Linked DNA regions of Mus musculus: regions 1, 2, 3, 4, 6 and 7 are each linked to region 5. The links are chromatin contacts, called in public Hi-C, Micro-C and promoter capture Hi-C maps. All regions are on one chromosome and are shown on one strand. The core of a region is the stretch at or near the end of the contact, and the rest is flanking DNA. Distances in the headings are between cores, read along the strand shown. Region 1 holds the start of Psma2 (proteasome subunit alpha 2). Region 2 holds the start of Ero1b (endoplasmic reticulum oxidoreductase 1 beta). Region 3 holds the start of AW209491 (expressed sequence AW209491). Region 4 holds the start of Heatr1 (HEAT repeat containing 1). Region 5 holds the start of Lyst (lysosomal trafficking regulator). Region 6 holds the start of Gli3 (GLI-Kruppel family member GLI3). Region 7 holds the start of Edaradd (EDAR (ectodysplasin-A receptor)-associated death domain).

The links. Promoter capture Hi-C pulls out the DNA fragments that hold promoters and counts their contacts. A called contact is a pair of places that touch in the nucleus more often than the background predicts.
Region 1: a promoter capture Hi-C map of pre-B cells shows a contact between it and region 5, with 4 times the contacts expected there. The contact joins the promoter of Psma2 here to the promoter of Lyst in region 5. A contact is called at or near these places in 12 of 39 promoter capture datasets (the C10 cell line, the HPC-7 cell line, cranial neural crest and 6 more), 9 of 484 Hi-C or Micro-C datasets (CD4 T cells, Th1 cells, cardiomyocytes and 6 more), 2 of 115 datasets of contacts at active chromatin or transcription factors (astrocytes and cardiomyocytes) and 2 of 9 other capture datasets (adipose tissue and liver).
Region 2: a contact with region 5 is called in a Hi-C map of muscle stem cells, with 4 times the contacts expected there. The contact joins the promoter of Ero1b here to the promoter of Lyst in region 5. A contact is called at or near these places in 6 of 39 promoter capture datasets (the SN4741 cell line, cranial neural crest, hippocampal neurons and 2 more) and 1 of 484 Hi-C or Micro-C datasets (muscle stem cells).
Region 3: a contact with region 5 is called in a promoter capture Hi-C map of hematopoietic stem and progenitor cells, with 5 times the contacts expected there. The contact joins the promoter of AW209491 here to the promoter of Lyst in region 5. A contact is called at or near these places in 7 of 39 promoter capture datasets (the C10 cell line, the HPC-7 cell line, embryonic stem cells and 4 more), 3 of 484 Hi-C or Micro-C datasets (pre-B cells, regulatory T cells and rod photoreceptor) and 1 of 9 other capture datasets (liver).
Region 4: a promoter capture Hi-C map of pre-B cells shows a contact between it and region 5. The contact joins the promoter of Heatr1 here to the promoter of Lyst in region 5. A contact is called at or near these places in 2 of 39 promoter capture datasets (liver and pre-B cells) and 1 of 484 Hi-C or Micro-C datasets (rod photoreceptor).
Region 6: a Micro-C map of embryonic stem cells shows a contact between it and region 5, with 5 times the contacts expected there. The contact joins the promoter of Gli3 here to the promoter of Lyst in region 5. A contact is called at or near these places in 1 of 39 promoter capture datasets (embryonic stem cells), 1 of 484 Hi-C or Micro-C datasets (embryonic stem cells) and 1 of 115 datasets of contacts at active chromatin or transcription factors (astrocytes).
Region 7: a contact with region 5 is called in a promoter capture Hi-C map of pre-B cells. The contact joins the promoter of Edaradd here to the promoter of Lyst in region 5. A contact is called at or near these places in 2 of 39 promoter capture datasets (cranial neural crest and pre-B cells).

What each region holds. Positions count from the first base shown.
Region 1 is chr13:14,611,571-14,614,618 of GRCm38.p6, forward strand. Psma2 (proteasome subunit alpha 2) reads left to right here and starts at 1,672. Exons shown (of 8, transcript NM_008944.2): 1 at 1,672-1,745. The coding sequence starts at 1,705. Mrpl32 (mitochondrial ribosomal protein L32) reads right to left here and starts at 1,467. Exons shown (of 3, transcript NM_029271.2): 1 at 1,322-1,467; 2 at 1-34. The coding sequence starts at 1,448.
Region 2 is chr13:12,564,513-12,567,418 of GRCm38.p6, forward strand. It overlaps Ero1b (endoplasmic reticulum oxidoreductase 1 beta), which reads left to right and starts at 1,371. Exons shown (of 16, transcript NM_026184.2): 1 at 1,371-1,666. The coding sequence starts at 1,565.
Region 3 is chr13:14,628,939-14,631,922 of GRCm38.p6, forward strand. AW209491 (expressed sequence AW209491) reads left to right here and starts at 1,320. Exons shown (of 2, transcript NM_134067.4): 1 at 1,320-1,426.
Region 4 is chr13:12,394,019-12,397,327 of GRCm38.p6, forward strand. Heatr1 (HEAT repeat containing 1) reads left to right here and starts at 1,357. Exons shown (of 45, transcript NM_144835.4): 1 at 1,357-1,452; 2 at 1,722-1,895; 3 at 2,404-2,620. The coding sequence starts at 1,754.
Region 5 is chr13:13,588,873-13,591,735 of GRCm38.p6, forward strand. It overlaps Lyst (lysosomal trafficking regulator), which reads left to right and starts at 1,537. Exons shown (of 53, transcript NM_010748.2): 1 at 1,537-1,624. It overlaps Gm30836 (a long non-coding RNA gene), which reads right to left and starts at 2,329. Exons shown (of 2, transcript XR_382086.4): 1 at 1,862-2,329.
Region 6 is chr13:15,461,874-15,465,079 of GRCm38.p6, forward strand. Gli3 (GLI-Kruppel family member GLI3) reads left to right here and starts at 1,850. Exons shown (of 15, transcript NM_008130.3): 1 at 1,850-2,238. Gm6556 (a long non-coding RNA gene) reads right to left here and starts at 2,745. Exons shown (of 1, transcript XR_001780862.2): 1 at 1-2,745.
Region 7 is chr13:12,518,854-12,521,928 of GRCm38.p6, forward strand. It overlaps Edaradd (EDAR (ectodysplasin-A receptor)-associated death domain), which reads right to left and starts at 1,597. Exons shown (of 6, transcript NM_133643.4): 1 at 1,065-1,597. The coding sequence starts at 1,095.

The DNA.
Region 1 (3,048 bases), core at 422-2,921, 1.0 Mb after region 5:
AGGATGGATGGTCTCTGGACGGCTAATGCTGGTGCTATAAAACAAAACAGAGATGCCGAATCAACTCGGAGTTCCTAAATGAATACAGCCACTATTTCCTTTAACAGTCAACATGTGTAGTGTCACTAAATATACACACCTATAAATTATATGTGTTTGTGAGTATATGTGCACATGTAAGGTCAGAGGACAGCTTTCAGAGTTAGTTCTCTCCTTACGTCATACTGGCCATGGGGCTAGGACCCAGGTCCTGAGACTTAGCAACAAGGTCCTTTACTACTGAGCCATATGGCTGGCCTGACATAAATAGTTTTGAATGTTAAACACAACAAACATTAGTAATAATCCCCAGCTATTAAAATATACTAAAGCTCATATAAAAGGCAATTTAAAATACTTCAACTGGAATGCTTTCTTATTGCAAGCTACCAAAGCAGCCAGGCTACTCTACTAAGCATTTCCTCCGTATATAATCCGGGACACTGCAGTTCAGTAATAAGTAGTGTACAAGTAATCTAATCCCGAGACTCCCTACATTCACTCACATCACTGAGATGACTACAATGGTCATCTGTACCACACTATCCTGATCCAGTTAGGTCCTTTTTCTTTAAACCTGGTAGGTTCCTAAAGCCATTAAATTTTTCCTTAATATTTAATCTTAACCTGTGTTCTAAGAAAAGATTTATTATTTATGAGATTATCAAGTGTTTCACCTTTGTTTTTCTAAATTGCTTAGATCACTTCTTTACCCTTTCTTATGTTCTTCAGACTTGCGAACGTTCGTTCAATTCTTAGGACTTCTTACCACTACATAAACTGTCCAAGCACAGGCCTATTAGACAACGAATGGACTGAAATGATTATCTCAGGTAGAACATGGAGACAATTATTTATTATGCTGCGCTTGAGATATAATAAAATATATCTCTGTTCAGACTGGGCATTATCACTTTTGCGATACACTGTAAATAATACAGCAATCTCAAATTTAACGCCCAAGATACCAGGAGCTCGAAGCTAGCCTGGGCTACACAGTGAGTTCTAGACCACCCTGGCTACGGTGACAGTTTCAATAAATAAATAAATAAATAAATAAATACGAAGCTAGCCTGGGCTATACAGTGAGTTCTAGACCACCCTGGCTACGGTGACAGTTTCAATAAATAAATAAATAAATAAATAAATAAATAAATAAATAAATAAATAACCAATAAACAAACAAACAAATAAAATAACGAACCAATCAACCAACCAAAAACCACGCTACAACCCGGAAGCCCTCACCAACCCTCTTTCCACGAACTCTCTCCTTACGGACCCCACGGAGGACTGACAAAGCGACTCCAGCTCTGCTGCAGTTGCCGTTGTAGCAGCTCCCAGCACCTCTGGAGCGGTCCGGGACGCACCGGCCATGGTAGTGAAAGCAGCAGCAACGAAGGAGCCATGATCTTCTCAAGACAGAGCGGGACGCGGGCTGAGCGCATGCGTTAAGTCCGCCCACTTCCCCGCCTCCTCGCTCAGAGCATGCGCAGGCCCCTCTTGCGCATGCGCAAGGGTCAAAGACCGCTGTGATCCAAAAACTCCAACTCCCAGCTACCCCTAGGTGACTCTCCTCCAATCAGAGCAAAGAAGAAAAAAAAAATTAAAGGAAGCATACTTACTGCGCATGTGCGTGGCTGTGTTCCGACTTTCCGGGTAAAGATGGCAGAGCGCGGTTACAGCTTCTCGCTGACTACATTCAGGTATTCGGGGGACCCGCAGGTTCCATGCGTCGCAGATCACAGGAGCGCCCCAGACATGGTCCCGTGTGTCGGACCTGGCTGGTGTTTGCGTAGGAGTGCACGGTGACGGAGCTGGACTCGTAGCTTTGCAGAGTCATGTTCCGTGCCAGGCCTGGGCCCTGGCTGAGGCCGGCCGTGTTGCGGGCCGAGGGACGGGAGGCCCCAAGCCAAGCACTAAGCACTGGCTCTCCTTCTAGACTAGGAGAAGGGTGCTTTGAGATAGTCTGTTTTCAGCTGCTCTCTTCAGGTCCAGGATTTCTTTACTGGCCCGGCTAGGCCTGAGCGAGAGCTTTGTAAACCCAGACTCCTTATGGGACGTGTGAGACGTCCTTTTTCTTTTGGGAGATCCTTATTTGCTGTTAAATCTTAGTTTTAGTCTCTGTTTAGCAGCGATGTGCTTTGAAGCTCACACTGCTTTCGGTTTCGCCTGTGCTCCTGTAGAAGCTTAAGAAGTATAAAATGAAGGCGCTGATTTCCTGTCAAGTTTTTGTGGCACATGCAAACTGATAACCTCTGTATTTTGCTTGATCCACTAACAAATTGCTTTAAAACGATTTTAGACCCTTATGTTTTGGGAGAAAGAATTAAAGAGTTATATATATTTTCTCAAAGTGCAGTTAAGGGGAACTATTGTTCCCTGTTTAAGAAAAAACCATCATGGATGAACTTAGACAAAGGACTGTGTTTTGACCATTTTCTTTCTTTTTTTTTTTTTTTCTTTCCATTTTTTTATTAGGTATTTAGCTCATTCACACTTCCAATGCTATACCAAAAGTCCCCCATACCCACCCACCCCCACTCCCCTACCCGCCCACTCCCCCTCCTTGGCCCTGGCGTTCCCCTGTTCTGGGGCATATAAAGTTTGTGTGTCCAATGGGCCTCTCTTTCCAGTGATGGCCGACTAGGCCATCTTTTGATACATATGCAGCTAGAGTCAAGAGCTCCGGGGTACTGGTTAGTTCATAATGTTGTTCCACCTATAGGGTTGCAGATCCCTTTAGCTCCTTGGCTACTTTCTCTAGCTCCTCCATTGGGAGCCCTGTGATCCATCCATTAGCTGACTGTGAGCATCCACTTCTGTGTTTGCTAGGCCCTGGCATAGTCTCACAAGAGACAGCTACATCTGGGTCCTTTCGATAAAATCTTGCTAGTGTATGCAATGGTGTCAGCGTTTGGATGCTGATTATGGGGTGGATCCCTGGATAAGGCAGTCTCTACATGGTCCATCCTTTCATCTCAGCTCCAAACTTTCTCTCTGTAACTC
Region 2 (2,906 bases), core at 121-2,620, 1.0 Mb before region 5:
GTGAAGTTCCAGGGTCTTGGACTGGTTTATTGTTCTGTTGTCTCCGCCTTAAAAGTCTTCTCATTTCCCCTGGACTTTCATTTCTGGCTGACCCTACAGATCATGCAGTGGGTCTAGATGGAATCATGGATGCGAATGTTCTCATGTTACCAGAGAGGCCAGAGGAGATTTTGAAGATGTGATTAAGGATTTTGAGATCAGGAAATTGCCTGGGTTATCCGGGTGAGCACCATGCAATCGAAAGTCTTTATATGTAGGGACACAAGAGAGATAGGGTCAGAAAGCACAGACGACAAAAGCAGGCTATGCCACTGTGTCATGTGAGGTCCTGAATCTAGGAATTTGATTGGCCATAGAAGCTAGAAAAAGCAAGGAAACATTATTCTCTAGAATATTCCAAATGGATGCAGTTTGTTTTAGTTTTCTGGCTTCCAGAATGTAAGATAATACATTGGGGTTGTTTTCAATCACTACCCTTCTGGTCATTTGTTACATCAACAATGACAAATTGATACATACTACTGAATGTAAGTTTCCTATAACTCAGGAATATCGGTAAAGTTAGCGATTACCATTAATTGATCACTTATTTGCTAGGGACTACAGGAAGCTTATGTACATAACCTTACATAATCCCAGAACAATATTTGAGGTGTAATTAAGACCACAAAACCATCTAGAATGTGTTACATTTGGGATAGTCTATGTCCCTTTAAGCTTTTCTGTGCGTTTATCCCGATTCTTCGTTTTTCACTGTATAGACTGGGGTTTTCCTTCATCCTTTAAAATGTATTATAGATTTTCTGGTGTTGGTAGAGGAGTAGTGGAGACACCAAGCAATGATACTTCTGGGGCATGTGACATGAAGGAGGTGCTGAAGACTTCCTGACAAGATGCCAGGTGGTTTTAGGTAGCTGCAGAGGTGAGAAAAAAGGCAAAGAAAGCTCTTGGGAATAGCAAGTCAAAGATTCGGCCGGCCTGGCGAGAAAATCCTGGCCCCAGTAGGTCAAGCGGTGACAAAGAGCTATTGGCATAGTGCCTGAAGACCTGCGGGGATGGGGGTGGACAGTCTTGTTTCTCAGAGCGACGAAACAGAGGTTCCACCACCTCAGGCCAACCCCTAAAACAGCACCCACTCTCCCGCCTGCTCCTGGGTGTTTTGGAGGCCTCGTGGTCCCGCCTCATTGGCCGCCGCGGAGCCCCGCCTCAGGGAGGCAGAGCGACCTCCGAGCCTGTAGTTCTCCATTTTCAAGACCTTCCCACTGTGGGGGGGCCCCAAGGGGCTACAGGGACTACAACTCCCAGAAGGCTTTGCGCAGAGGGCGTGATCATAACTGAGGACGCCGGGGGCGGGGCCTCCTGGGATGAAGCGGGGGCGCGCAGCACTGGTACATCAGTCGCTGCTGCTGCGAACGGTAGAGTGTTCCTTGCCCGAGACCGGCGCTCAGACCCCGGGTCCTGGAGGCTCCCGGCTCCCAGGCACTGCCCCCTGCTGTCGTCGTCGCGGCGGGCCGTCGTTCCCCAGCCCCGATCGGCCGAGGCGACGGCAGCGGCCGAGGTCACCATGAGTCCGGGGTTCCGCCGGGCCGTTACTGGGCAGGGGGCGGCGGCCGCGGTGCAACTGCTTGTCACCCTGAGCTTCCTCTCAAGTCTGGTCAAGACTCAGGTAAGCCCGAGGACCAAAGGCAGGGGACGGGTCACGCCGGCGTCGCCGAGAGGCCGAGGTGCAGGTGCGAGTGGCCAGCCAGGGATTGAGAACCGCGCCGGCTAGTGCGGGAAACGTCTGTAAAGCGCGGCGGGCGCGGGGACACGACACGCGTGGTGATGGTTTACGGAAGAGGAAGATGGTGACGGCCAGTAAGCGCTAGCGGCTTTATCTTTGTGATGGTGACGGGGAGACACAAGTCTTGAGTGGTGAAGGTGTTGGGGACACAAACCTCTGACATCCTTCCCTCAGATGACAGGGAGGCAGACCCTCCATCCTCTTCCTGGGCTAGAGGGGGCATTACTTCATTTCCTTGAACTTGTGCTCTAGAGATAGCTATAGGCATTACCCGCTTTATAATTATCCACCTGTCCTACGTATGCAAAGTGGCATGCCAGGTGAGCCCAGTTATGACACTGGAGGGCCTAGGCCCCTACTGTGGGCTTCTTAAGTCTATAGTGAGGCTTGCTGGCTGGACAGTCCGGTAGACTTTGACGTTGCCTTGGTTAGGCAGGTATTACTGAAGTGTTCACTACATACTCGAAAGCCAAAGCACAGCCTCTTGCCTTGAAAAGAGATAGGTTAGCTCTGCCTCTTTTAGTGAGGAAGGTTTGAACAGGTTGCCAGATGCTGCTATATCTTGTCTGCACCTGCTGCAAAGTGCTAGCTCGAAGAGCCAAAACCGAAGAAAAACAAAAGTGTCTCAGATGGCCTGATAATGAGGGGCATGCAGTTTGAAGCAATTAACACTCATTGCTAAGAGAAAAAAAAATGATGGTAACTGTGAGAGTAACCGTGTAAACATGTTTTTCTGCCTTGTTCATGGTGTTATGGTGTCCAGCATGAAGTCCTAGAATACAAGAATATTCTGTTTGTGTCCATGTGTGAGTTCTCTTGAATGATTTGATAAAAATAAACAGCTAGGAACAGTGGCATACACCTGTAGCCTCAGCTCTCAGGGGTAAAAAACACAAACAGTAGGAAAAACAGTAGGATTGCCGCAGGTTGGACGCTGGCCTACATATTGAGATTCTGGGTTAGCCAGGACTACATAGCAAGACCCTCTCTCAAAAAACTAAACAATGAACCAGTCAGAGAAAAGAAGGAAGAAAGGGAAAGGAAAAGAAACCTTTTGTTAAACGTGGAGCTTGCTGAGTCCATCTGGAACTGAGCAAGGAATCAGAATTTTAAACAAGCCTTG
Region 3 (2,984 bases), core at 70-2,569, 1.0 Mb after region 5:
TGCCTTTACTTCGAAGAGCTGTTTCCTATCTGTGCCTTCAGCCCTTAAATGAAGAGAAGCTTATTTGAGGGCCAAAGTAATCAGGTAGCTGAAGGTTCCAGTTACAAGGTACTTCTTAAGGAAACGTGCTGTTGTATGTGCCTTCTCTGTCCTCCAAATCCAAGCCGGAGAAGGTTGGGGAGTGTTGAGTTTGTGAATGAGTCTTCTTGTAGATTGTGATTGTCAGATTTCTTTGGAAGTTTTTACGTATTTACTGTTTGAAGGGAAAAGGTGTAGGGGGTGGGAGCATTGGAGGAGCAAGGAGGCTAGGGGCAACATTTAATCAGGAAAATTTCCCATTTTCTAATGGTGCCTATTTTTTGTTGGGCTTCTTTCTATCTTGACACCTGTTTACTTACATCACAATAAACTTATTTCTGAGGGAGGAATGGGCTGGCTGCCCTGGATGGGAGAAAGAACTCTGGTATGTTATTAATGGAGTCTTTTTAAAGAATGGTTTTAATTCTTGCCCCCCCCCCCCCCCCCCATTTAGACACACCTGAAGTTCCAAAGCCCTCTGGAATTTGTGCTTGATAAACCCTGGCAGGCTTTGCTGAAGGCATTTACAGCGTTGTTTGTGCCTCAGGGGCAAAATACATCTATTTACCCTTTAGTTTAGAACTAAATAAATTCGTGTGTAATGTATTTGGAATAGCGCTGGCTACAGAGCTTTTTTTTTTTTTTTTTTTTTTTTTTTTTAGTATATTTAAAGCACCGAATGAGATATTGCTCCTGTCTTAAGATTTTGGTAGTGTGTCTGATCTGAGTTACTTCTATCCTTAAAGTAGTACTTGGGACAAGGAAAACACAATTGAAATCTAATACTTAAAATAATACTTAAAAAAATACTTAAAATTAGTTTTGCTTTCTCAAACTCCCCCTCACCTCGGATAACTTTGAACTAAATATCCACAGCCCCTGAAGCTATGCAGTTCTCTGCCCTGTTCGGAAGGACAGCACATTTAAAGGTTCCTTCTATGTAAAGGCCAGGATGATGCAACTAAAAATGCTTCCGAGTGGCGTTTGGAACCTCATGGTTCTCGATTTTTATTTTGCTAAAAATATCCAAATCTGAGACCCAAATAAGTTTTAGCATTCAGGACTCAGTGAGATTGAGACCCAACCCTTGACCCGCCCCTGCTGGCTGGGAGCTCAGGTTTCCGTCGCTTTGGTAGCAGAAGCCGGTTGCCCTCAACAAATATGGTCGCTGCGGTGCCGCCTGGGACTCAAGCTCAAGCTCACCGGGCCGGAACCACGTAATGCCAGAGGCGGGACTCGGCAGGCGGAGTGCCTCTCAGCAGAACAAGGTGAGGACTGACTGGTGAGCTGTCTCTGCAGACTGCCTCTGTGTTCCCTCGCCATGTGCGCATGGTGTCTGGCGCTGCTGGTGAGGATCCGGGGACCAAGGGAGTGAGTGGGGAATAGAGGGAGGTGGAGAGGGAGGGCATGGGCCGGGTCTCGGGGCAGGAAGGGTCAGTACTGCGTCTTCCCTACTCTGGCCTCTAAGCACTAGGCCAGCTGGAGCCTGTTTGATCCGGACTTGTTGGATCAGGCCCAGCGGTGCAGGTGGACATACCAGAATGGGAACCACACTCACGCAGAAACACTTCACCCCAGGCTCTCGCACCTTGTCATAGTCCAACAGCCAGGCTGGCCACCTGGTGTGGTGTTCTGGGTCCTTCCATCTTTTCCTTCAGAATGGGAACAGGAGGCCAGTTGGTTATCCCCTTTGTTCTATTGAAACATTGCTAAGTTGACATCACATGCAGAAATCAGACAGTCTTGATTGCTTGATATTCTAAACCCTGTGGAAATCAAGAGGCAACTCCTTAAAAGACTGTATCCGGGAGTGGCAGCGCACACCTTTAATCCCAGTATTTGGGAGGCAGAGAAAGGTGGATTTCTGTGAGCTCAAGGCCAGCCTGGTCTACATATTAAGTTCCAGAACAAGCAGGGTTATGTGGAGAAACACTGTCTCAAAACACAAACAACAATCCCCCCTCCACCACCACCCCCCCAAAAAAATCCAACAAGCCCCAAGAAAACAAAAATCATCTATTGAAGGAGTAAGAGGTGAGAGATCCTAGGATGACTAGTTTAGGAGAGCCTCTTGTTTGGACAGTTTGTGGATTTTTAATATTAAGCAGTTGTTTTTACATTAAAAAAATCAGTTCTTTGAGAATTTCATATCATGTGTTTGGTTCATATCCACCATGGATGACTCAACCAATCCCATACTCCACCCCTCCTTCAAGACTGCTTTGTACTACCCAAATAGTCTAGGATGTGTGGTCTTCCACTGAAGGGTGGGAGGGAGGCTACACTCCTAGAGAAAACTGTCTCTCCCTCTCCCAGCCGCTCAGAATTGCCAGCAGTTGCCATGCTGGCTTAGGCTTGCGCAGGGTTGGTGCATGCTGTGTCCAGAGGAGGTTTCATTGCAGGTCTTACCTTTTTTCCTTTCACAATGATCCCTGAGCCTTGTGAGAGTAACATATGAGTGTTACATATGTCCCTTTTAGGAATAAGAGTTATATGTAGTCTTTTAGTCTCTGCACCTTGGCCAGTTGTGAGTATTAACAACTGTGTTAATAACTATCTACTGCAATAGAAGCCTCTTAGATGAGGGTTGAAAATACATTCATTTATGGGTATAATAATAAGTCAGTTTACACTATCTAGCAGCATAAAGTGGTAAGTTTTCCCCTAGGGCCTATGACTTCCCTAGCATAGGTTCGTAGCCTAATAATGATGCCAAGTATGGGTTTCATCCTATGGAGTGGCACTTAAATCCTATATATATATATGTGTGTGTGTGTGTGTGTGTGTGTGTGTGTGTGTGTGAATGTTTGGTGGATGTGTAGTCAGTATGGGGGAAGGGGATGCCTCCGTGGGCCCATACTGAGGTCCCCCTGAGGGGCCAGCCACAAGACCACAGTATAGTATAG
Region 4 (3,309 bases), core at 107-2,606, 1.2 Mb before region 5:
GCTAGGTCCCAATTACCATATGGACAATGTAAGATGAGCTAACTTGAACTAACTCTGTAGCATTTTTGGACCTTTTTTGCCTCATAATTCTTTGTCAGGGCATCTTTTCCCCTCCTTATAGGTCCTTTGCGTATATATCTCCGTTTCTGGTTTTGCATTTTTATAAGCTTTCTGTGTGTATAAGCAGGTATGTCTCTTTCTATATGTGTTTCTTGAGCTTTTTCTTTGGCACTTTTTTCTTCTCTTTGTTTTGTCTTATTCTGATGTTTGTTTTTATTTTGCCTATCGCCTTCGTCGTCATCATCGTATGTTTGTACCCTAAATAAGAAAGAGAAAAAACGGTGTGGATTTGGGTGGAAGGGGAAGTGTTGGAGGATCTGGGAAGAGTTGTGGAACGAAACTGTAACCAGAATATGAAAACAAAAAAGTTTTGTGTATTTTTTGTTTTTGTTTTTTGTTTGTTTTTGAGACAAGGTTTCTCTGTGCAGCTCTGGATATTCTGAAACTCACTCCACAAATCAGGCTTGCCTCGAATTCAGATCTGACTGCCTCTGCCTCCCTCGAGCTGGAATTAAAGAAGTGAGCCGCCACCTCCCATCTTGAAAAAAGTTATTTTCACTTAAAAAAATTAAAATGTCATGTTTCTAATAATAATAATAACAGAATAAGAAAAACACCACTCCCTAGGACTGCAGACAAGGCAAAGGTGATAAGGTTGTCAGTAACTGCGTTCAGCGAGTGTTTACTACTTACAGAGCAACCAGATTGCACTGAGAACTACAACTCACGTTAGGTTTGTGCCCTCCTCGGGTAGCATTAGAATTAGAAACGCGGCTTCCCGCGCTTCAGCCCCTCGCAGGCTGGATAAGTATCTCGTGAATGACCGGTTCCTGCTACACACCCGTAAAGCTCCCAAAGGCGGTTGGGGAAAAAGAATCCCAGACCTAAGCCTGAAGGCACATAGCAACACTGAGCGAGGCGTCGGGTACCTAGAGAAGCGAGCTGTAGCACCAAGGAGCGGAGGGGCGGGACTTATAGGTGGCTTTCTGGAAAGAAGGGGGAGGTACTGTAGGCGTGGCTTAGCACATTTTCGTGAGGGTGGAGCTTAAAGGAGGGGCGTGGAATAAATGTGGTGTCTTGGAAAGAGGTGCGGATGGAAGGCGGAGCTTAACTGGATGAGCGAGCGGAGGGTGGGGCTTTGAGGTTCAGGCCCTTAGAGGGGAAAGTAGGCGGGGAATTAAATGGCTGGCCTGAATAGGCGGAACTTAGAGTCACGGAGGCGGGGCCGTTGTATTGCGTTTTCTACAAAGGTGTCCCTTTTCTCTTGCCGTAGTGAGAAGCCGGAAGTTCCTATGAGGCGTGCTTTAGAGTTCCGGGACAGTGCCGGCACCATGTGGGAGCTGATCTGAGGAGTTGTTAGCTGTCTAATCCTGCTGATATTCCGAGTTCAGGGTGAGGAGGAGCACGGTGCGGCTAGGCGCGGCCGTGACTTGGAACGGGTGGCCGGGTGGGCCGTGAGGTCGTGGTGCAGAGCTGGGGAAAGCTGGTGCTGCGGAGGCGTAGTTAACGCAATTGCTGTGGTGGGTCCTGGAGGGTCGGGGAAGCAAGTTTCTGTGTCCTCGAAAGGACTGAGCGCTGTATTGCCAGAGCATGAGCCCTGGCCTGCCATCTGTTAAGGCGCCTGACGTTTCCTAAAAACTTTTCACGCTGTTCGTTCTTAGCCGGTGTTTTGAGACATCCGCCTCCGTGCAAGATGACGTCCTTAGCCCAGCAGCTCCAGCGACTCGCCCTCCCTCAAACTGATCCCAGCCTCCTATCGAGACGTGAAGTTGCCTCTCTGTTATTTGACCCCAAGGAGGCGGCCACAATCGACAGGGACACCGCCTTTGCCATCGGTGAGCCACCTTTCACTTAGCAAAGCTCCCAGAGCATGATATCGGGGAGTTGGGGGGGGGGGAGGTTCTGTATTTTCTTGCCCCCCCCCCCGTTCGCTTCCCGAGCAGTACCTTGTTTTCTTGGTAAGGGGGTGGGAAACAGCAATACTGCTAGATGTGTGAATGTATTTATAAATAATGGTATCTGAAATTTCACAAACTAACTAATATGTAAAAAGGAAGAAAAGTAAAGAAACCGAGACAATGACTGTGGTGTGAGAGGAGACTTTCAGAACTAGATGTAGTTTTAATGACTAAAAAGAAGGGCTCGGGTGGAGTTCTTGTCATGAAGTACTTTCTTTTCTCCTAGTGAGTGGGGGTCAGATTTATCCTATATGTTAACAACTAAAGCCAGTGTTTGAGAGTGTCTAACACATGGTAACAGAGTTCATGAGCTTGGGGGTGAGGAGAACAGGAGAGTATCTGTTGGGTTTGCCTACAAAGAAGTTACACGTGACTCTCCTCCTAGGATGCACTGGCCTGGAGGAGCTTCTTGGGATTGACCCTGCCTTTGAACAGTTTGAAGCGCCATTGTTCAGCCAGCTGGCAAAAGGCTTGGAGCGCAGCGTCCAGACCAAAGCAGTGAACAAGCAGCTGGATGAAAACATTTCATCGTTCCTCCTTCACTTGTCTCCTTATTTCCTCCTCAAGCCAGCGCAGAAGTGTCTGGAATGGCTGATTCACAGGTAGCTAAACCTTCATTAGTTGCCAACACTTGGTAAGCTAGATTGCTTTCACAAATTTCAAAGGTTAACATGATGTTTAGAATGTCAAGTGAACATGCTCTTCTTGAATAGGGTGCCATTAGTTCCTGTCTAGTGTGTTTAGGGTTTAGGGGGTTTGTTTGTTTGTTTGTTTGTTTTTTGAGACATGGTCTCAGTGTGTATCTCTGGTTGACCTCAAACTCACAGAAATCTGCCACCTTCTTCCCCAAGTCTGAGAAGTATGTCATTGTCTTTGGCTAGTTTTGTTTTGGGGATAAGGTCTTATTATAGAGCTCTCGTTTGTTGTTATTGTTGTTTGTTTTGTTTGTGGAGAGAGAGTTTCTCTGTGTAGTCTCAGCTGTCTTAGAACTCAGTGTGTACACCACCCTTGCCTCACACCCAGAGATCCACCTGCCTCTTCCTCCCAAGTGCTGGGATTAGAGGCGATACCACACCTGGCTCAAGCTGGGTTTTGACTTACTTTTTTTTTTTTTTTGCCTGTCTGGCCTGGAACTTACTAAGTAGATCAGTTTGCCTCAGATTTATAAATCTGCCTCTTTTTGCCTCCCAGGTCCTCAGTAGTGTGGTTATAAGTGTGTGCTACCAGACCAGCCTTAACTGCATCAGTACTCAGGAGCTGATGCAGCTTCACATTGCAGATCCGTTAACAT
Region 5 (2,863 bases), core at 287-2,786:
TTGGTATATTAAAGTGTATAACATTAATAGTCATGAGAAAACCAAAGCTGGGCACAAGTTAAAATGGCAAAGACAAATTTTATCCAGGACTAGCATAACAAAAAGAACCCAGGTACATAGTTGGCCTCTGATTTAAACACACTAGGGATACCTGGGGATTTATAGTCAAGAAACGTGGAGCTCATGGTTGATACCAACATAGGTGAATGTTGGTAGCATCAACCTCACAAGATTCATGCTGAAGGCAGGCCAGCATGAATAGATACCAAAGGTGGGGACTGAGAGATTTTGTAGATAGGGAGGGTGTGATTGTGTATGTGTGGGTTCTTGCTAAACTGCCTTGGCGATTGCTAAACCTAGAGTTTACAAAGATGTGCACACATAGCACATGGGCCAAGGAGAAGGTTCAAAGTCTGACTAAAGTTTGCTTTAAGCAAGGATCTTTGTCACATTGCCCACTGTATGCTAGCATATTTGAACAGGGCTAGGTAGGGTATCATACCTGGACCCAGAATTTTTGCAAGTTTCTCTCTTTCTGTTTGACAGAAATATAAGTTCAGGCCCCAATGCTATCTTGAGGATAGCCCTGCTTCCATCTTGGTGAACCTTTCCGTTTTTTGTCTTTTGTTTTGTTTTTTTTTTTTTTTTTTAATCCTGTGACCTCCAACAGAAAATAGGACAACAGTTTATTGCACATACTGTCCATGAAAAAACAAAACAAAACAAAACAAAACAAAAACCAAAAGAAAGTTTATTCTGAGGCAACTTTGAGTGAATAGTGCTTAGTAACAGAGATTCGGGTTTCCCAGAATTACATGTTCTACTGTGAAAGAGGTTTACACGCAGTCTTATAGCCATAGAACAAAAGACCATAAATCAATACATTTGCCAAATATAGCGGAAAGGACATCGGGGAGGTAGGCTACAGCATAGCAGGAAAATCTCCAGCTGATGATACTCTTCTTTTGAGCACTGCTGAAAAGCCAGTCGTTGGCTAAGTTTAACAATACATTCCAAACTTTTTACATAACAGGCACAAAGATCTTAGGTCAGCTACAAAGGTTGGTAATAAGCAGTTTTTTTAAAGAACCTAAAGATAGTCCAAGATAATCTTGGTTACTGATCATCATCTCTCCGTAATGGTAAAGTTCTAGACAGTCAGTCACTTTGTACAGTCTTCAACAAAGATGTAATTTTCCCAGTAAACGTGAGTTTACAGTAGAAAGAAGACACTAGGCTTGCGCTTTTAGGGGCTGAATCGCCTGGGATGGACGAAGCTTTATGCGGCCGGGAGGGGTGGAGTTCAGAGAAGCTGCACAGGGCCCTCCTCGCTGCATTTGTCCCGCCTTCTTCCTCTCATTGGCTGAGATTCTCCACGCATCACGTCGGCGACCCCAGCGTGCCCTCCCGGTGGGGCGGGACTTTAGGCGCTCGAGGCGGGGACGGTGCGCACGCGCAGAGGAGCGGGTCTGGGTCTGGGCGGGGGAGGAAGGGGGTGGTGTTCCCGGTTTCCCGGGTTACCTGAGGGGGCGGGGGTGAGAGCTCACGCTGGCCTGGCAGCCTTGGTGAGTCGGGATTCTCCTGCACCGGCGGGCGAGAGCGCGCGGCGGACCACAGAGCGGAGGTAAAGACCGCAGCGGGCTCCTTTAGAGGGTCAGGGTCTCGACCTCAGCGGGGCATGGCGGGAAGGTGGCGGGCCGCCCGGGCGGGGTCGTGCCGCGCTAAGGGAACGGGGTGGTGCCCGGAGCTCGGCCCGGCCGGGGTTCGCTTGCCTTCTGAGCTCTGCACAGTTGCTGATTGAGGCGGACCCGGGCCCCGAGGGCTGTGGCGGCGGCGCGGACCCCATAGTAACTTTACTTACCGGCCGGCTGGTGCGGCGGACGGTGTCCTCAGGGGGCGCTTCACCTCGGGAAGCGCTTGTCCCGGACCGCCGCTACCCTCAGCCTGCCCGGTCCTTCCCAGCAGGTGACAGCGGGAGCTGACAGGTTCAGGGCGTCTCACTTCGCGCCGCGGGTCCATCTGTCATTCCCCACCCTGGTGCTTCGGAGTCCTTGCTGTCCCTTCCCTGCCCGTGACACCTGCTGCGGGACTCTGCAAACAACCCTTCGTGGTTCGCGCGCACCTCTGGAGCGGTGGCTGAGATGCTAATATAATAGGGACGTGACCCAGGGAGATTTCCTCTGCCACCGGAGGCCAAGGGTTCATGATGGAGGGTTGGAGCTCAGGGAGTCAAGAAAAGTGTCCTCATCCAATCCTCAGAGGGATAAACAAAACAGCAAAACATCCTTGATGGAGAGAGAGAGAGAGAGAGAGAGAGAGAGACAGAGACAGAGACAGAGACAGAGACAGAGACAGACAGACACAGCTCTTGCTTGGTAGTTGATGGTGTGAGAAAAAAATTTTAAGGTGTTGACTCGTGTAGAACACACATTTGTGTTGAATTCTGGCCAGTATTTCCTTAAGGATCAAATTCATTGTGCATTTTCTCCAGGGTTTGTTTAACAGGTTGATATGGCACATTAATTTGAGCTTTTTCTTCCTGAAAGGCATTTGGCTGGTCTGCCTTTACTTTTAACTTCCACACCTAGTAACCTTATACTAATAAAGATGTTGGCTCTTAGCTTTTATTATGTAGCTGATTGGTAGGGGATATCTGTATTTACAGAGCATTGCAAGTAACTTTTCTGCTGCTCGTTGCTGTCATCCACGTTGACACTAACACATACAGATATTGAGAGACTTTGGAAGATAGAGGACGTAAGGGGGAGATGAGTTTCTGTTATTTAGTTTCCATTAAAATACTTCCCAGACAATAAATTGCATATAGAGCATATGCATTTAGTAAAGATGTTTAAGTACCTAT
Region 6 (3,206 bases), core at 600-3,099, 1.9 Mb after region 5:
GCCACTGGATAAGCAGAGAAAACTATCAGGATGCAGTATTTACATTCTCGCGGTGGAGGCAGCAGCAGCCCCAAATGCCAGAAACAATGTATCTGACATTAATGAAACACACCATCCCTCTGACTAACTTGAAATACCAAAAAGGAAAATAGTTCTCACACACGATGTCGTCTTTTATAACTTTGCAGGTATAATCTCACTGGAGATCCATAGCCGTCCCGGGACTTAGGAGGACTGCATTTTCTCGCTCATCTACTGTGGGCTCAGAGTCTACAGAGGCTGAGGGAATACTCTGGGGCCTGGGGCCAGTTACTGAGGGGAGGGTTGGGGCTACCTCTGTTGATATTCCTGCACTCCGAGATGAGTGAAGGATGTTTCACTCTTTGCCTTACAGAGTGTTGTAGCGGAGAGAAAGCTTAAAAATGGCTAAGAAGTGTCTGGAGCCCCACACTGAAAGCTTAAGTCACTCTCTGCTTTTGTCTTTGTCATAAGCAACAAGTCACCAGAAACAAATAACGAATACACTGTCAATTCCGTTAAAAATTTTCCCCAGTTTAGCACGTGAATTTCAAAATGTTCTTCAAATTATTATAGCTATTCATCCACCCACTCTGCCTTCAAGACGGCTGCCACAGAGCACCCTGAGCACCAAGGCACTCCTGGTGGGCCAACTGCTTACTCCGGTATTCTGGAATGTCTCTTGGGTTTTCTTCTTTCTTCCACCCCCTTGAAATCCTCCCTTTCAAGTAACAGGTTGGGGTGAGTACCTGGATGGGGAGAGAGAGATGAGTGCACTGGCCCGTTGAAGTAACATGGGTCTTTTAAAAGAAACCAAGGACAGGCACTCTGCATCTTAAGGAAAAGAACCCCGTGCAAGTCAGGGTTCTCAGCTCAAGTCCCGGTTCCCAGCTCGGGTCTTTGTGTTCTTTGCAAAGTGGCCCACGGGGACAGTAGGCTGTACGGCGAGACGTCCCAAACGGAGTTTAACGCAACGGGGAGGAAAGTCTTCAACTTTCAAAAGCATCATCCCGCGAGAGGAAGTTTCAGGCTTGGCCTAGGGAAAAGTACCAGGAGGTGTGCGGGGGTGGGGCAGTGGCGATCTGAGAGGTCTCTAGAGAAGGAAGGGGAGTCCAGCCCGAGAGCGGAGTTGGGGGGGGGGGGGGCGAAGAGAGGCGGCATGGGCGAAGCGCCCGGCAGCGCGCGAGCCCCGGCTGCTCGGCTGCGCGGGAGCGCAGGCCTGGAGGGCTCGGGTGACATCACCCGCGGGCCCCTTCCTCCTGCCGGGTGGGTGGGGCCTGGCGCGCCGCGCGGGCGCGGGGTCAAGGAGGGGGAAGAGGAGGAGCAGGCCTGGATGTGTCTGTGTGAGGACCCGGGAGGGGCGGAGGCGGTGGAGCGCGTGGCTCCCGGCTGCCCGCGCCAGCCCTGCCCGGCCCGACGCGCGGCCTCAGTGCCGCCCCTCAGCGCAGCGCCCTGGGATCCGCGCGCGCGGAGCGGGACCCCGCCGGGCGCGGCCTGGAAAGGAGCGGGAAAGCAAAGTAAGGCGAGCAGTCTTCCCAAGTTTTTAAACCAACTTCGCCCCCTGCGGCGGCGGCGGCGGCGGCGGCGGCGGCGTCGTCCCGCGGCTCGGCGCGTCCCCCCCAGCGCTCCTCCGAGTGGCGGAAATTAGAGGGACGGGGCGGGGGTGGGGGCGCGCGAGGGAAGAAGGAGCCGGGAAGGAGAGCAGAGTCTGACCACATCTGTGAAAACTTGGGGAAGGAGGGCGGGGAGGAGGAGGAGCGCAGGAGCGCGCGGAGGGGAGCGCGAAGGGCGCGCGCGGCGGAGCTCAACTTTTGCAACCGGGGCGCTCGGCCTGGACGGGCCCTTAGTCGTTGAAAAGTCGACTTGACGGTCGGGGGGCTCCTTTCTTTCTCTTTCTCCTCCCACCCGCGGTTGAACCAAATCAGAACTGTCACTCAGGGCCGGTGACTCAGAGGGATCAGATTACAGGATCCCTGAAACTGATGCGCGGGCTGCAGCGGCGGGAGGGAGCGGACCGGGCCGCACCGCCGGCGCCCGCACACTCGTCCGCCCGCCCGCCGCTCCCCTCCTCGCCCGCTCGCCCCGTCGCCGGCCCACGCCACACCATGCCCGCCGGGGCCGCACGCTGGGATCAGTCAGGCCATCCACGGTAGCCCGAGTCCGCCTGCCGCTCCGCCGGCGCAGGTCTGTGGATTTGGGACCTGACAGCCAAAGCCGCAGGTACGTCCCGCCTGAAGTTCTTTGTTTTGCGGGCCCCGCAGCCCTCCCTGTCGAGCTTCCCGGCGGCGTCGGAGCGGCTTGTGTGCGCTCGCGCCTTCCCGCGCTCTCGGGGATCGGGTCTCGGCTCTCCGGACTGCAGAGCTCCTGCCCCAGGGCGCGCGGACCAAGTTTGCAGCGGCGGCGTCCGTGCCTACTTCTCGCCAAGTGCTGCGCAGAGCTCCGGGAGTCCGGAGCTGCGGCTGGTCCTCGCGCCCCCGCAAGCCGCAGCTTGGCTTGCGCGCAGCGCCTGGGGATGCGCCGAGCCGCCGCTGCCCCGCTCTCCAGGGTCCCGCCTTCACTTCTGAGGGTGGGGGTGCGGGGTGAGCGGATGGAGGGCGCGCCTCCGCGGTGGGAGAGGAAAAGTGAAAGTTGTGCCATCTGTGCGTGATTTGGAACTCTGTCTCTTCCTTTCCAGAGGTAGAGCAGAAAGAAAGAAAAGAGAAAGAAAGAAAAGTAGCCGTGGCCCTTGCGGTAACCAAGAGGCCGAATTTGCACAGAGCAGAGTTGGGTACGGATCACTCTACTCTGCTGGGGACACTTAACTTTCTGGAGTTGCAGTGGGACCCCGAGGATGTGGCAGAGTTAATATTGATCATACATTTGAATAGTTGGTGAAGCGACTTTTCAGCAGATGGCCACATGCCCTCACACTCGGCCCGGCCTTTGCTTATTATCCTTTGATGAACTTAGTATCCTTCTGTGAACTTTGTGCCTGTGTCCCGGAGTGCACCTTTTTGAGTACCAAGCCATACCCCCCCTCCCCCCAGGCTTTCTTGGCTGTGTGTGTGTAAAGACCACTTAGGGAAGTTTCCTGCACCGCGTTTACCCTTTCTCCTCCCCCAACTTGGTTGTAGATTCTGGCCTTGGGTACAGTGCTCATGGCCCTCTGCCAGTTTATATGTACATATATTTATGTAAAACATTTTCTC
Region 7 (3,075 bases), core at 347-2,846, 1.1 Mb before region 5:
GCCACTGGGCTTAAGCTTCTGGCCACTGCCAGACATGGTATCTTCTCTGTCAGGTCAAGCCGGTAATCAGGGCTTAGCTCTTGAACTCTGTCCCTACTCCACTCAAGAAATGAAATACGAAACACAAGCAATCACATCGATCTCAGCAGTCTAGTCTGGTTCTGTGTGGCTCTTACCAGAGTGTCCAACCTCACCAAAACCAGAGAAAGACCTAGCGTACTCAAAGGGACATATCATCCTTTCGTTCACAAACACCGATGGAGTTTGTAGCTAGATTACAGGAGGACAGAGGAGATTCCTGGACGTTGACGTTTAAAGGAATTTTCCTTAAATGAGGGAGAAGCGATAGAAAAATCTAGATTCTGACCTCAGATATCAAAGCACATTTTTAATGTACTACGGGGACTAGAGACCTCCACAGGTGGGGATTGCGCATGTGGGCTCAGCCTCGTGGCTCTGTGGACAGTATAATAGTTGAATAGTGGCTCGGAGAGGTTAAGACTTGCACAGAAGCAAACACATCTCAGCAAAGTGAAGCTAGGAGGGAGAAGACGAACAAGGAAATGTGCGAGTGGAAAGCAAGGGAGAGCCTGGAAGGAAGGGGGTGCAGAATCCTCCCTCCTATGTTCTTTTCTATCAAAGGTTGGCTGACTTGTTTCAACCAGGCACCCGCGTGGCCCAGAACAAAAGCGCTCGGCCGGGCCTCCGCGTGGGGAGAGGGACCACGCACACCTTGCAGTGTGCAGGAAGCGAGCGATCAGCTGCTGCTCACAGAGGGGCAAGCGCAGGGGTAGGATCGGGAGAGGTAAGACGCGTGCCGCAGCTGTTCCCATCCAGCCTGACACACATCTGGCGCCCTGGTGTCCAAAAGAAAAAAAAAAAAAAAAAAGAAAGAAAGAAAGAAAGAAAGAAAGAAAGAAAGAAAGAAAGAAAGAAAGGAAGGAAGGAAGAAAGAAAGAAAAAAAAAACCGCTCCCAGGGGATGACTGAAGTTCAGTCTTTCAGTCTCATTAATCCAGCTGGTGGTCACACCCCAAGTGAGGGCGCGGCACCTTGCCGCTTTACCTGAGCGCAGAGGGTCGTCCGGAGAAGCCATGAAGACCAGGAGAGGACAGATGAGTGTCCGAGCAGGGGTGGACAGTCTCTAGGACCCCTGAGAACAGCAGGATCGCAGGGACCCAACCTCTTGCGTGGTAATGCGCGACTCTGTCTGCGCTCTGCCCTGCTGCTGCTGCTGCTCCTCCTCCTCCCTTTCCTCTTCTTGATCTCTGCCACTTCTTCCTCGTGCTCACTTCCTGCAATTAGCAAAGCCCCTTCCCGGCGCGAGTCTCTCCAGAACTCTGGAGAGGATTCCGTGGGTTGCGGTTGGGCACGAGAGGACACCGAGGGGCCCCCGGAGCACTTGCCCTGCTGGTACCTAGGGCGTAGAACCCTGGTCTTACCACGGAGGTCCCACGCGATCGCAACTGGGAGAGCCTTTCAGCTAGCCTTCCCCTGGCTGCCGCACGCGCGGGTGGCTTTCCCGGCTCCTAATCTCGTCCTCAGCTGGGACACCAAAGCACTCCCAGCGTGCTCCTTGCACAGGCCCGGGCTGAGACGCCTGCCGGCGATTTGATGTTTGAACAGTTTCCTAATCTTCAGGCAGCCTGAACGGCGGCATGACCGCACACGCTAGCACTTTCTAATTTGATGTTTCTTTGGCATTAGTTACTGCCTGACCTCCTGGGTGAGCACTACACAAAGGAGCGGGAAGAAAAGTCAGTCTTGAGGTCTCTGGTTTACTCCTCTGAAGGAAAAAGCAAAAACCAAAAAAACAGTATACGGTTCTGTTAGAAATGCAGAACCCATGGGCCCTTAAACGAATTAAGATTTAGCTTAAATGGGATTTTATTCTAATTAAGAGCAGAGAATCTGATCTTTTATTTTTTTATTTTTTTGTTTTTTGTTTTTTGGGTTTTTTCGAGATAGGGTTTCTCTGTATAGCCCTGGCTGTCCTGGAACTCACTCTGTAGAACTCAGAAATCCACCTGCCTCTGCCTGCCAAGTGCTGGGGTTAAAGGCATGTGCCACCACTGCATGGCGAATCTGATCTTTTAAAATGGCTATATTTTATTTAAAAGTTTAAGTTATTTCTATTATTTTTTAAATCATATTGGGGGTGAGGGGTATGAACACACAAGTACAGTGCCTACAGGGTCTAGAAGACGGTGGTAGCTCCCCTAAAGGTGGAGTTGCTGGTGGTTGTGGCCTTGCTAGGAACTGAGCTTGGGTCTTTTGCAAAAGTGGTAGCACTTTCAAGGCTAAGCTGCCTCTCCAGCTCTAGTGGCAGCATCTTCACTATGTGCCATATACAAAGGTTACAGACACGTTACATTTAATAGGAATCTCTGAAAGGAAGCACATAATCTATATCTGCCTTGGACATAAGCATAGAACTATTTTCTTTTTAAAAAAGGAGTTTAAAGGAGATGCCAGCCAAGGATGTAGGTCAGTAGTAGAGTGCCTGGCATGCATAAGCCCCAGCCTGATGATATACGTTGTAATCCCAGCACACAAGAGACTGAGGCAGGAGGGGAGTCTGGAGTTTGAGACCACCAAGAACTTTATGGTGTGGGGCTTTATTAAAAAAGAGGAGGAAGGGGGGAGGAGGAGGAAGTAAGAAAAGAAAGATTATTTCAGTATTTGCTGGACAATTTCATTAACAAATTACCCAATTCAGATTAATTAATAAACTGAACATTTCAGGGAGACAGCAAATGCCAATGTATCTTTGTGGTGCCCCCCAGGCTGCTCTGTGGTTCTGAGGCTCACGGCACTCTTGGGGTTGGTTTGTATTCTCCATAAGATGCTGCCATGGAAGAGTTGGGTCTTTAGAGAGGAGGCCACAAAGGCTCAGGTAAGGTAGGGAAATTAATTTAGAAAGGGTATTTTCTCAGGGAGTCTACTTTGAGGTTTGGTCTGTGGTTCCTTCTATACTCCACGCAGAGATGGAATTCATTTCTGAGGTTTGGTTGTTAGAAACCACATATACAGTTGGGCTGTCTTGTTAGCGCAAGTTCTAGCGGTTTGTTTTTCA